Regions from separate parts of the Cricetulus griseus genome. Here region 1 is linked to region 2. Evidence: chromatin contacts called from public Micro-C data. All regions are on one chromosome and are shown on one strand. Each heading gives the region's core, a stretch centred on a gene start, on an enhancer-like site or on the middle of the called end of the contact. The rest is flanking DNA. Distances are from core to core; before and after follow the strand shown.

Evidence for each region. Hi-C and Micro-C count contacts between places; a contact is called where the count stands out from the background.
Region 1: a contact with region 2 is called in a Micro-C map of the CHO-K1 cell line, with 4 times the contacts expected there. The contact joins the promoter of LOC113835857 here to the enhancer-like site in region 2. A contact is called at or near these places in 3 of 8 Hi-C or Micro-C datasets (the CHO-K1 cell line, fibroblasts and liver).

Annotation. Positions count from the first base shown.
Region 1 is chr5:169,989,109-169,996,012 of CriGri-PICRH-1.0, forward strand. LOC113835857 (coiled-coil domain-containing protein 71L-like) reads left to right here and starts at 2,494. Exons shown (of 2, transcript XM_027417007.2): 1 at 2,494-2,945; 2 at 2,948-3,318. The coding sequence starts at 2,496. The coding sequence ends at 3,184.
Region 2 is chr5:169,876,383-169,882,986 of CriGri-PICRH-1.0, forward strand. No RefSeq gene overlaps it. Among named protein-coding and RNA genes, the nearest start is that of Pik3cg, 73 kb to the left of the region's middle. Within about 2 kb of position 4,824, at least 1 of the 6 cell types and tissues checked has open chromatin away from gene starts, as enhancers often do. A contact at or near this core is called in the CHO-K1 cell line, where this site is marked.

The DNA.
Region 1 (6,904 bases), core at 1,244-3,743, 110 kb after region 2:
ATTTATTCTTTCTTTCACTAGGAAGCCTTCTTCCCCCAGTGTACTAGCTTACTGTGAGATTGTCTGTGTTCATCTACATAGAAATTGCTATTCTATTGGTATTACAATAGAAATTATTCAAATATGACATTATGTGTTCTCAGAATTACTATGAGTACTAGCTATGAATACAGTGATTGCAACATAATTCCTCTATGAGGAGCTAGGAAGCTGGTAATTGTCTCTATACTCTTGTTCTGAGAGTAAAGTATGCTTTTCTAGGAAAATGATTTTTCTCTTTTAAAAGTTACTCTCATGTTGGTACATGGAGAACTGATTCATGGTCATAGTTTGTATTTTTGCCATAAGTCTATTGTGTGGAATATGTGCTTTGTTGTAGGAAAGCAAGTTTATTCTTTTTTTGTTTTTATTGAAACTAAACAAAATGTTATGTGGCTCAAACATATTATCCATGTCCATCATAGAGCAGATTAAAACTGATCAACTGTGGGTGAGAAGTATGAACAAGGGTACAACTACGTCCCTGGTCACCCAACTGAAAATGTATAAAGAATTTCTATTGAGTTAGAAGAGCCCAGTGTGAAAAACCACCCATGAAATATAAAGATTTCTAGATTAGGAACACAAAGACCTACAGAACCCATCCTGCTATTAGCAAGCTATATTAATGAACTCCTATGGTCTAAACTTACTCATCTGTGACACAGGAGAATGAACTAGATATCTCTAAGCTCAAATATTTAAAGGAATTGTATGTAAACCACAAAAGTTCTGCACTGTATTCACTGCTGCAAAATAAGATGCTCACTGAAAAATGTTCTAAGTATCGGCACACATTTTTTAAACCTTAAACATTTTAAAGAAATCTTGTGGGCTGGAGGTATAACTCAGTAGCAGTGTGCTATCAGAGGATGTGTGAGACTTTGGGTTTGATCTCCAGCATGAGGAATAATGAAGTTTAAAGGACCTCAAAGAAAATTGCAATATACATGTAAAATATATAATTGTCTTGTTCTAAGCAATTTCAGTACTTCACTCCATTTCCAATAGTCAGTGCTATTGCACACATTCATTCGGTATGCATCCAGTGCCTATTATTCGGAGTTCACTGTAGATAGAAAAAATGACCAAAAAAATGTTCACTAATTGTCCTCCAAACAAAAGGTAATTCGTCCTTCAGGATACGTCTTCTCAATAGAATCTTACTGAGTATGTGGAATGCTTCATCAAGGATAGAAATGGTGCTGCAAGTGGGCAATTTAAAACCAAATGAAATATGAGATAGCACTGATAAAAATATATATTTAAAATAAGAATATTTTCTTTAAGCAGAATATCTTTGTTGCCATCGTTCTTTGTCCAACTTGGGCAGGCTATTTAGTTTCATACAGTAGTCTGCTTTCCCAATGGCCAATATCTCCTAAATATGTCAAGAGGACTCCACTGCCCTCAAAGAAGCTGCCACAAATGCCTGAAGCTTACTGTTTTCTTGAGAAAGGTGGGGTCAAGAGAGGCAAAAAGTGTGAAGATGCCAAAGGACTTAGGAGGGATTCACGAGAAGCCCATGGTCTATAGTTTCAGACCCACATCTCTTGGCTGTGACACATCAAGTCTTTGCTACTTAGGTGTGGACTTTGGGAGCCCACTCCACATAGAGGAATACTCCTTCCTGAGCCAAGACACACGGGGGTGGGATGTGATAGACTCTGATGACCCCCTATGGAAGGCCTCACCCCCCAGGGGGAGCAGAAAGGATATGTAATAGTAGGGTTTTAGTTGGGGGGGTGTAGGGGAGGAGGGGAGGGAGAGGGAACTGGGATTGACATGTAAAACAATATTTTTCTAATTCAAATACAAAAATCTGTATGACACTAAAAAAAAAAAGTCTTTGCTACATGGACTGGTAGATTTCTCCAGCTCGACCCACAGCAGCACGGCCACCCACTTCACCCCCAAATGCGGAGCTCGTGCCCACCTCCTACTCTAGACAGGGCAACCAACCCCAAGGGACCCACCCGCCCAGGGTTGGCCTGCCTTCCAGGGCCATCCCCATCACCCAGCCCAGGCACCATTTTCCAGGAACTGGCCTCTTCCCCAGAAGTCCCCGCCCCTCTTTCTGAGAGCACCCAATGGGTGGAGCCGGGGCGGCGGTGGGCGGAGACTAAGGCGGGCCCATTTAAAGAAAGGCGGCGGGCGGGCGAAAGCAGGCGAGAGGAGAAGAAAGGGGAGCCCGGGGAGGGGGCGGGCGCCGTCCAATGACAAAGCCCCGGGGTGGGCGCCCGCCGCCGCCATCTTGAGCCGGGCGGCAGGACAGCCAGCGGGTCCTCCGCCCCGAGGGGAGGGGCGGCGGGCAAGGAGAGAGCGGCGAGCGGGCGAGCGGGCGAGCGGCGCCGGGCGGGCGGGCGGCCCAGCGGCGGGCGGCGCCGGCGCGGCGCAGAGCGGAGCGGAGCGCAGCGCGGGTCTCGGGCGAGCGGGCGACGGCACGCGGGACTCCGATGAGACGCGGCGTGAAGCGGCGGCGGCGCCGGCCCCGGGCCGCCTGGGGCGGCGGCTACGGAGCGGACGGCGGCGCCGGGCTGCAGGCGCTGGAGGAGAAGGTGGTGTACTCGCGGTCGCAGCTGTCGCTGGCCGGCAGCACCGAGGCGCTGGGCGACGCCTTCAAGCTCTTCATGCCTAGCAGCACGGAGTTCATGAGCTCGGAGGCGGAGCTCTGGAGCTTCCTCTGCAGCCTCAAGCACCAGTTCTCCCCGCACATCCTGCGCAGCAAGGACGTCTATGGCTACTCCTCATGCCGGGCGCTGGTGCCCGACCTCCCGGCGCCCGCTGGCCGCCCCGCGCGGCGCCCGCGCCCGCGCCCCACGCCCAGGAGGAGGCGCCGTGGAGCCCGGGCGGCCGCCGGCACCCTGGGGCCGCGCCCGCCGCCGCCTCCGCAGCCGCCGCCGTCGCCGCCGCCTCCGCCGCCGCCGAGCCCGGGCCGCCCGCGTCCTGCTTTGGGGGCCGCACCCTGGAGGAGATCTGGAGGGCGGCCACCCCGACGCTGACCAGCTTCCCGACCATCCGCGTCGGCGACGACGTGTGGGGCGAGCGCAGCCTGGCGGTGGCGCGGCGCAGGGCGAGCCAAGTGCTGCGAGTGGACCTGGACCCCGTGGTGAGGCTGCGCCGCTTCCCGGTGCCCCGGGCGTGAGCCAGCGAGCGAGCCAGCCAGCCAGCGAGCCAGCGAGCCAGCGAGCTTCGGCGCCAGAACGGACTCCCGTCAGTCGAATGTTTACAGAACCGGCCCCTTTGGTGCACTTTATGCGCGAACGAGGCCCGGATGCGGTGCGGCGCCGCGAACAGGTACCGCCCCGCGCCCGCGGCCACCCGGCACCGCCCGACCCGGGCGGCACAGGTCCCTCGGCTTCCCACCCCTGATGGAGACGTCTCCAGAACTGGAGGGACACCTGCGTTTTCTCCCTCTCGGACTCTACCTCACAGGTCTGGAAGGCCTCCGAAGACTTAGCATTTTTGTTTCTTTCTCCAAAGGAATTTGTTTTCGTGCTTGCGTAATAAAGCCAGAATTCTACTTGCTCTTTATTCTCCCTCTCCTGTTTTCTTTTGGACTGTCAGCCCCACTTTCTGGACGGAAGATCGACTGTGCTTCACGGTGTTGTGTTGATGTAAGCTCAGGGTGTTCTGAAGCCCACTCGTTTCCTGATTTTTACTGGATTCCAAAGCTTTGGTCAAGGTTGTCTTTTAAGAGGTTCAAGTTTGTGACTGTTAATTGTGAGATTTGTGTGGCTTTGAATTTCACGAGCTCAGTGATAACCAAGAGATGCAAAGTACAACTGTTTAAGAAGAAAGTTAAGGTGTTTATATATAAAGTTTTATATTGAAGTTTCACATTTATGTTTACTGAGCTCCTAAAGAAAATGGTAGAATATTCTTTAAAAGTTTTATTTAGGAAAAGTTGACTTGCTCTATTCTTTTTAATTTAATAAAATTGAAGTGTTTTGGAACCACATGGCTTGTGATAAAAGTGAATACATTTTGAAGATTATGTTGGCTACAAGAATAATTGGAATCCAGTTGGAGGTGATTTGGCCTCAAGTCTTGGTATAACATAAAATCCAGGACTGTTAATGGGAAAAGAACTAAGATGGAAGTTGTTTAGGAGAGATCCGTGCATGTGGACTTTGTGAAGAAACAGATAAACAGAATACCCATTAGAATTCTCAGAACTGTGAATGATTATAGGGAGGGGCAGGGGCATTTCTTGGTACCACATAACTGGTTGAAGTTGTTGGGGGGGGGTAGATCTCTTTATTTCTTTGTTGTTGGATAACAAGAAATGCCTAAACTAATTCTATTGTATTTTTGAAAATGACGAAAATTGGTTGACTTTTGTCTATGAAATCTTTTTCCCTTCCTTCCATTCATAATTTTGTTTGCAATCTTTGATAGCTAAAGGTCACAGGAATCAAAAAATCGAGCCACACAGTACTGACCCTTCTTGTACACTTTTATAATAGTAGCGTGTATACCATATGACCCAGTGTGGAGTTCTTGATTATCCAAGTGCCTTTGGTCATTGGTGGCAGCAAGACTTGGTGGTTTTTTAGCCAGTGGTGCCACAGCCAGCTTTTTCTGCAATACCTAAAGGGTCAGATAGTGTTTTTCTACCACTATTATTTCCGATTTCAGTGTTCTGCCGTGGGACATCCACACTGGGCTGGGGCTTGTTAAACCCTCAGTGCTAAGGGTTATCTCTGCTTAGCAGTTTCTTAGAATAATGACAACTGCATTTGACTCTTGTGTTTCTAGATTCCAATGGCGTAGCTTTCTGAATCTATTTTAAGTTTAATAGTTCATGAAAGGAGTGTTTTGACTTTAGTGTTTTTGTTTTGTTAAAATATATATATATATATATGTATATATATACATATATATATATGTATATATATATATATATGACTTTATGCCAGTTTTCCACAAGCCTCAATCTTTTATTAACTGCTCAATGATAATACATTGTTAGAAACACTGTTACTTGAGTACATAAAAAGTGAATAATTACCAGAGGGAGAGTGTTAAGTTGTGTCATGGGAAGCTGAGACAGTCTTGGTTATTAGCTTCCATTGCCAAATGTATTTCAGATACATAGGATTTTCTTCCCAAAAATATATTAACTTTTATAGCTAACTAGCACCTGATGAAAATGCATTTGTACCACTTCACTTGTATATAGTTTTATAACAATTAAGAAATACATCCAATGGCCATATTAGAATGTAATTTCAACATGGAATTTATCTAGATGCTTCCCAGAGGGTTCTGAAACTAGACATGACTGAAAGGATAACTTTCCTCAGCACACAGTGGACATGTCACCGGTGACACCATGCATTTATTTTTACTGAGGTTTTAGACATTTGTGTCTCTTATGACTTGGCTCTTTAGTGACATTGACCTTCCGCATAAATGTTTCTTTGGCTTATTCATCTAACTGATTAAAGTTTAGATATGGTTGCCCACCCTGAGTTTGATATGGTTCAAAAATACAACCTTTATTTTACTAGATTTTCTGCAGCAAGACCTGTGTTGCAATTTTGAAAAATATGAAGACACATCTAATGTAATTAGGGAGTCTTTTATAAGGAGGTGAGGGTATTTCCTGGATACCTTTGGACAGGCTGTGGAAAGAAACTTGGCCCCGTGGCCTTTAAGGTGAAGCCTGGGTTTTGTCCTGGAAAGACTAGCTTGGTTTGTGCATGGTTTTTTAAAGGCGCCCCATTGGTTCTCCTGCTCTCTCTCATCTCTCATATGGCACAAATAGAGAGGTCAGCTGGGAAGAACTGCATCACCTTGCTAAGCTTTTATTTAGTTTTTGACTTTTGAGTTCCTACTTGTGACCAGCACCTCAAGGTCACCTCATCATTTCCGTCCTCCTTCCTATCACCCAGCAGCTTCCCTTTACTTCTCAAGGGCAAGCTTTGTTGTTGGTAGTGCAGAGTGCTGCTGTTGTGGTGCCTATTTATTTTGTCTGTCCCGGTACTCTGTGGACAAGTGTAACTTAAGCTGGTAGCTCATACCTGTTGATTTGCCATGTGTACATAATACTACTATTTTTCAAAAAACTTTATAAAAAAACTTTAAAAATATTTGAATAAAAAAATCACAATTTTGAACTTATTTTTCTGTTGTTGCTTTAAGGGTTGCTATGGCATTCTTTAAATTGGTGATTTTTAATGAACATACATAACATTTGCTTTATTGGTGTGTTCAGATATTTTTTGATAAACTGTTATGTCTTAAGTGCATTAGAAAGCAATTGTTTGTAATGGAACTGAACTTTTTCTCCCCTGAACCGTTTAATGTGCATATGAATGAGATTTGCAATTTGGTTGTGTGTTGCTTTTTAACTTATTAACTGTAAATAAATTTTTGAGCATATAGTGTCTGGCTTTTCTAATGATACTGAAGGTTTTTCAAAATAAGATTTTTATGTTTACATGTGAATTGGAAAACATCTTAATTTAAAATTTGATAAATCTTGACACTTTTGTGAATTTTAACCTAAAATCTCAAGGTTTGTGTTGTGTTTTTTCTTATGGCCTCTCAGTTCTTTAGTCAGTCTCTAGACTGGTGCTTCAAACCAAAGCCACACTCAGGTTTGCCTGCAATAAACTTTAAAAGGTGCATCCAAATTCAGGCTTCTGAATCCTGGTCCCACTGGGGTGATGATAGAAGGCCTAAGTTCCCATTCTTTCATAGTGTGAAAGAAAAAAATGCCCATTGGTGGCAGCAGACCCACTACCCTCAGAACAAGGACAGTGCCAGAGTTTTCATTACAGCCACAGGACTGCAGTGGGGTATCTGCAACCTGCAGCAGGGGCAGGCTCACATACTGTGTGGGCTGCATTAACTC
Region 2 (6,604 bases), core at 3,574-6,073:
TTGGGCTTCATAAAACACAAATAAAAAAGGAATAATGTTGGAAAGAAAGAATCAAAGAGTCATCATTTGCATGTGATATTTTCTTACCCAGAAAATCCAAGAGGCTTATTGGCAAAGCTATTCAAATTCATAGAAAAGCTCAAAGTACAAGAACAATTAGAAATCAAGGAACACACACATATACAAAAAAGAAAGAAAAGAAAATCAAGAAACAAAACAACAATTAGCAATAATGGTTGTAAAATTGCAATGGGAAAAAATCACAATGGCTTTAAAACCCCCCAGTCTCAGAATAGATTTAAGTAACATGTAATGTGAAGACAACAATTAAACTTACTGGAACTATTGAAAAAAGACCCTGAGTAAGTGGAGGGACACCACATAACATGTGGAGAATGAAATGTAGGTGACAATCTGGATGGTGGCACAGCCTGTAATCCTAGCACTTGGGAAGCAGAAGCAGGGGTGTGCTGCAAGTTTGAGTCAAGCTTGGTCTACAAAGGGAGTCTTGGGCCAGCCAGAGCTACAGAATCCTCAGTAAGTTGGTAAGTCTTTCATATTCTCTCCCTCCTTCCTCCCTCTCACTCTTGTAATAAGCTACCCTAATTTAACCCATTGGGTTACAAACACACAGTCATGAAGGAGTTCATTGACTTCATTCATGAGAAGGTCATTGGAGTGGGGTGCATGCATGAAAATAGTAGTGAAATCCATCCTGTAGGTAATTAATACATGCTAATAACATTTTAAAATGGAGAAACAAAGAAGTACCCATTTATCATTTAATAAAAGGCAGGGAATCTGTGTTATGGAGTACCATGTAGCCATTTAAATTGCAGAAAACTATCCATCAAATGGAAATAGCTTTAGCAAGTTTTGTATGCGAAAAATGTCAAAACAGCACTTACAGTGGGATCTCATTGACCTCAAGCCAACAGGTAGAGTGTATATGTAGACAAAGGATCTGGACTACTGCTCATGGAACTTTATTTATTTCAATTAATTTTTGTTATGGTATGCAGAATGTTAGCCTACAAGTATGTCTGTGTACCATGTGTTTACAGTGTTCCAGGAGGCCAGAAGATGGCATTAGATCCCTGGGACTGGAGTTGCAGGTGGTTATGGGCTGCCATGTGGGTGTTGGAATCAAACCTGGCTCCATTAGAGAGTAGTCTGGCTTCTTAATGGCTGAGCCATCATTCCAGCCTTGAAATGCAGCAATGCTTGTGAAGTCTTTAGAAGGGAGGACTGGCAGGCAAGGAGGTGTGTGTGAAGTTTAGTCTGCATACATATAGAAAAGTTTACAAGAAGATTCACATATTGATTACATATTTTAGGTGAATTCTTTTTTTTTTTTAATTAGAAGTTAGTAATTCACCCGATTCAAGATGGCAAACTGAGGACTTCAGAAGCTCCTCTTTTCTTTTTAGTCCCAATTGAAAGTTCAGAAAAATTCTTAAATGAACAAAATCAATAAGCACACAATGATTATACACACTTGTGGGTGCAGTATGAAGCATGTGATTGGTGTGGAACATGTAATTATCAAACCATGGCAATCAATGTTTCTATCCCCTAGTTATTTGTCACTATGTGTGTGCAGCTATTTTGAAATATATAGTAAATAAACTACATTCTCCCCGCTGCTCTGTGAAACATGTTTCCCTTTTTACAACTCTGTATTCTCTCCTCCCAATTCATCTGGCCTCTAGTGACCACTTTTACTCTCTACTCCCGTGAGATCAGTTGTTTTAACTTCCATGTGCAGAAAAATACATAAAAGGATGATGTCACAGTCGAGGAAGAGACAGTATGGGCTAGACCAGACAATCTGACAAAGTCCTAGAAGTTAGAAATCAGACAGGATCAACATATAAATTGACAGAGAAAGCAGAATAAGAATCTAAGCCAAGCTCAGATATAGTGGAGAGCCTTCCTAAAGATACCAGGTAGGGTCTAAAGTCAGAATTTATGAGTATAACAAGTGGAGTGACTTATAAAGTTGTCATGGGGGACCATAAATTGGTATTAATGGGCATTCAGGACACAGGAGCAGCTTGATTTCAGACCCCCACAAAATAGATCTGAAGTGTCCATGATAATAATGAGGGAAAAGAAAACTCTCCTAAAAGCGTTTTTTGCTCAAGATTCTCTCATTTTGGTATTCTTAATCATGACCTTGCAGGGGAGTCAATCCAATGAAATTCAGAGACAAGGAACCTGAACTCATGTAGAGAGAAATAGGACTGTCTTCTGTGGGGAAATCCAGACGACCAGCTCCTGCCAATCTATCTGGCCCTCCATGCTCACAGCCACAGACAGATGTGAGCTCCTCAGAAGGTGCTTGGAATATGCGAACTGGGAGGCCATGGCAACCAGTGTGTAACATGATGGCAAATAACAGTGCAAGCAGCAAATCTGGAGCAGCGCAGGAATGCTTGGGTAAGACACAGAGGTCTCATATTAGGAAACTGTAGTGCTAGACACTCAGCCAATCCTGTATCGATTGATGTAGAAAAAACATCTGCACTGTTTTATTATGAAATGGAAAGCAGGCTGTGAGATAGCATGCATGCTTTGTGACACTTTCAAAATTATTCATTTATTGTGTGTGTGTGGGGTGTGTGTGTGTGAAAGTACCACAGCACAGGTGGGGAGGTCACAGGGGGAGCTTTTAGAAGTTGTTTTGAAATAGGGTCTAACCCTAAGCCTAACGCACGGCACTCACTTCACAGTGTCCCAGCACACACATGCACAGTGTCCTAGCTCACACCTTATCATTCATAAGACATAATTCACATTTTGATTCATAATTCATATTTCATGATTCATATTTTGTAAATCATATTTCATGCTTCATAATTCACATATCATATTTCAGAATTCATATTTCACGAATCATATTTAATATTTCAAAATTCATATTCCACAATTCATAATCCACATTTCATGTTTCATGATTCATAATTCATGATTCATAGTCCATATTTCATAATTCATATTTCATGATTCATACTCCATATTTCATAATTCATATGTCATGATTCATATTTCATAATTCATGCTTCATGATTAATAATTGATGTTTCATATTTCATATTTCATAATTCATAATTATTTCATAAGTAATAGTTCATAAATCATACCTTATATTTCATAATTCACATTTCAAAATTCATATTCCCCGATTTATAATCACTTCATATTTCATAATTCATGTTTCATGCTTATATTTCATAAGCAATATTTTGTAGACCATATTTCATAATTCATATTTCAAAATTCATATTCCATAGTTCATATTCATAATTGATGTTTCATAATTCATATTCTATCATTCATTATCATAATTCATATTTCATGATTCATATTTCATGATTCATAATCCATGTTTGTTGGAGGCTGCATTGGGTGAGCTAGCTTAGGCACTGCTGGAGAGCTCACCTGGGCTGTTATGAGGAGGAAAAAGCTGGCAGGCTGACAAGCTAGCTGCAACCCATGCCCGGGGCTACGAGTTGGCCCGCCCCGACATCTACCTCATCTATGTGAAGGGGATGAACCTACACATCCAAAACAGCAGGATCTCCGTGACACAGGGCAACAACAGGGTATCCAAGAGAAGCCCCAGGGAGAGCAGAAACCAGAGACCTCGAGCCCGAACAATGACTTGTGGCAATGAACCCTCATTTCCAAGAAAAGATAATGGACTAAAGGGTAAATTGTGACTCATTGACAAAGGTTTTTCTTCTTCCTTTTTTTTGTTTTCATGGTTTGGTTTTTGGTTTTGATTTGGGTGGGGGAGTTTTCAAGGGCAGATTCGAGGAGACAGGGAGATGAGTAGGATCAGAATACACAATGTGAAATCCTCAAAGAATCAATAAAAGTTAAAAAAAAATCATATACTGTGACCAAGTTGTTTTCATCCTGAAATGGTTGAACATAGGCAGACCAACATGTATAAAACAGCATATACATAGACTTGAGATAAAGACCAAAATAGAAAACGAAACAAAAAACACGATCATCTCAACCAATGCAAGTAACACCTTTGGCGAAGTTCAACATCTCTTCATGATACAATTCCAGAATAAGCCAGGAATAGAAAACAGACTTAAACACAATAGAGGCTCTATGTGACAAACCTGAGGTCAGCATTTACTACGTGAGGAAAGCTCAGAGTATTTGTCCTGCAGTCTGGAAGGACTGAAGGTTACCCACTCCTTCAGTTCTTATTCGATACAGTGCACAAGAGCAGGAAGACAGGAGACTCATGTTTGCTCTAACTTTTTGTCTACATGGACAGAAGTCCCTGTTACTCTTGAAGCATACCGCCAGGACTGTGCGTCTTGTATGAATTTCGAATATGAGAGGGAAACTGGTTGTCAGGAGAATAACAAACAATGTGATAAAACACAGTGGACAAACTGCTGTGACTGTTCTACTTTCAGCGCTGTGGTGAGGAAGGAAAGTTACACCATACAACAGAACTAACTATTGGGGGTGGGGGAGAAGACGACAGAAGAGGTCTCCAGGACCAGAGGACCGGAGAACGCAGGAGGGGCCTACTTTTTATAAGGGGTGTAGGGCATGCACAGGACCCCTTAGGGCTGGCCAGTGTGAATGCCTGAGTACTGCCAAGAGCATGCACACAAGGAGTGCTCTCGGTGGCTGCAGTAGAAGACCATAAGGGCAGGCCGGAGTTAAGGCCTGAATGCTAACAACTGGAGGTCTCCTAAATTTCACAGAGCTTGCTGCCACTGAGTAAGGAATCTAGTTCACAGACTGTTGAAGTACTTCCACCCAGCAGCACCGGTTTATCAGGCTCACATTCCTAGGGTGTAGGCTAATGTAGACTGGGCTAGAGGTGATGGTGATGCAATGTTTGCAAGAATGGAAAAAAACCTGGTGGACATCCCCAAATACAAAACAAGGGAGGGCCAGGGAGACAAGGAGGTTCCAGAACCCACAAGGAGGAGGGGGAGAATCACCTCCTGCAGCTGTCCTTTGAGCACAAGGAGCACACAACACACAATAAGTAAACAGATAAACGGGGAAAAAAACCGAAGAGAATGAGAAGCAGCTGATCAGCGGTAGTAATTGCTTATTACAGGGAAGAACTGTGAACTTTTTACGAATGCAGACTTCTGCAGCTGGAAGCAAAAAGAGCACAGGTTAAGAGCCCGCAAAGTTAAATGCCCACAGGAGCCAAAGAAGTGATGAGCGAATTAATGAAGTAGGTGTCCTGCTTCAGAGAATGGGGAATGTGCTCTTCTTAGAGCATCTGCCACTCAAACCCAGACTTCCTGAAAACACAACCAAGGACAAAGTGCTGGCGTGCGAACCTGGCAATGTAAGCCCCTGCAATGAACGAAAGAAGAGAAGGGAGAGCCGGAAATAAAGAGTGAGGGAAAGTGGCCACAGGAAAACCGGAGCCATGTAAGCTGGAGGAAGAGCCCAGTTACCAGGGAAGTGAGCCAGAGCAAGGTCCTCGAATTCTTATACCCCATTATCACCACAAGGTGGCGACCTCGAGAAATTAACTCCCTAGACAACCCTGCTTCCTTTAAGCCTTGTTTGCTAAAAACTGGGCTGAAAGAGGTGAGCCAGGCAATGCTGTGTCGTCTTCAAAGCCTGGGGTAGCTCTCTGGCTTCCAAGAGAAACAGATCTTGGTGGGGCACTCTGAGTCGGTGCTGCTGACCCCCACAGTCCAAAGTTAGATGTAAGAACATATAGAGGTCTTCCCCTTTCTCGTGCAGGACATTCTCTGAGAAATTTCAAGAGGCAGGGATCACTCTAAAAAGGTTTACCATTCCAAGCAATGAAGTGTGGCCACTAGACTCTGTTCTGGCCAATGGTGTAACTTTTTGTTCACGACTTCAAAATATACGGTTTCCTGTACATCTTTCTGGGTAGAATATCGACACAGAGATTAGTTCTCTTGGGTCACAGAAATGAGAACATTAACCTAGGAATGACTAAGCGAAACCACACAGACAGCCTAAAGTTTGTACAATAAAACAGGCAACTTCCTCCCTCCCTCCCTTCCTTTTTCCCTCCTCACTCCCTCTCTCCCTCTCTCCCCTCCTTAACAGAGTCTCAGTAGGTTGCCCAGGGTGACCTCAAACCCACAATCAACCTGCCTCACCCTCCTGAGTACTTCTATTGAGACACACGCTCCCATGTCCAGCTCAGTTATTTGTTTATAGAAAAATCTAAAGCCATAAGTTTTAAAAACTGCTTGTACTGGTGTCTGGTCCTTGGGATGTTAATACAAGAAGCTTGTAGAAATATGAGAGTGTACTGAGGACCAGACACTAGATGGCACTTTCAGAAATGACTCTGAAAACCACACTGCAAAATGGCAGCTGCTGTGCCTGCTGTATCAGAGTCCTGGTGAGGATGTTGCTGCGAGCAGGAAGCTGTCAATACTGCTTCCTGCTGTGTTCCTGAGGCCCTGCTGCAATCTGCACCAGGAAAACAATGCCCTGTGGATTCATGACATCCGCAACAGAAGTGACTGGCACTGAGACCTCTGTTCACTCAGCGGCAGAGAGAACCAGTTCCAGAGGTGCCTGCCAGTAGAAACGTGCGCTGATGCATCCA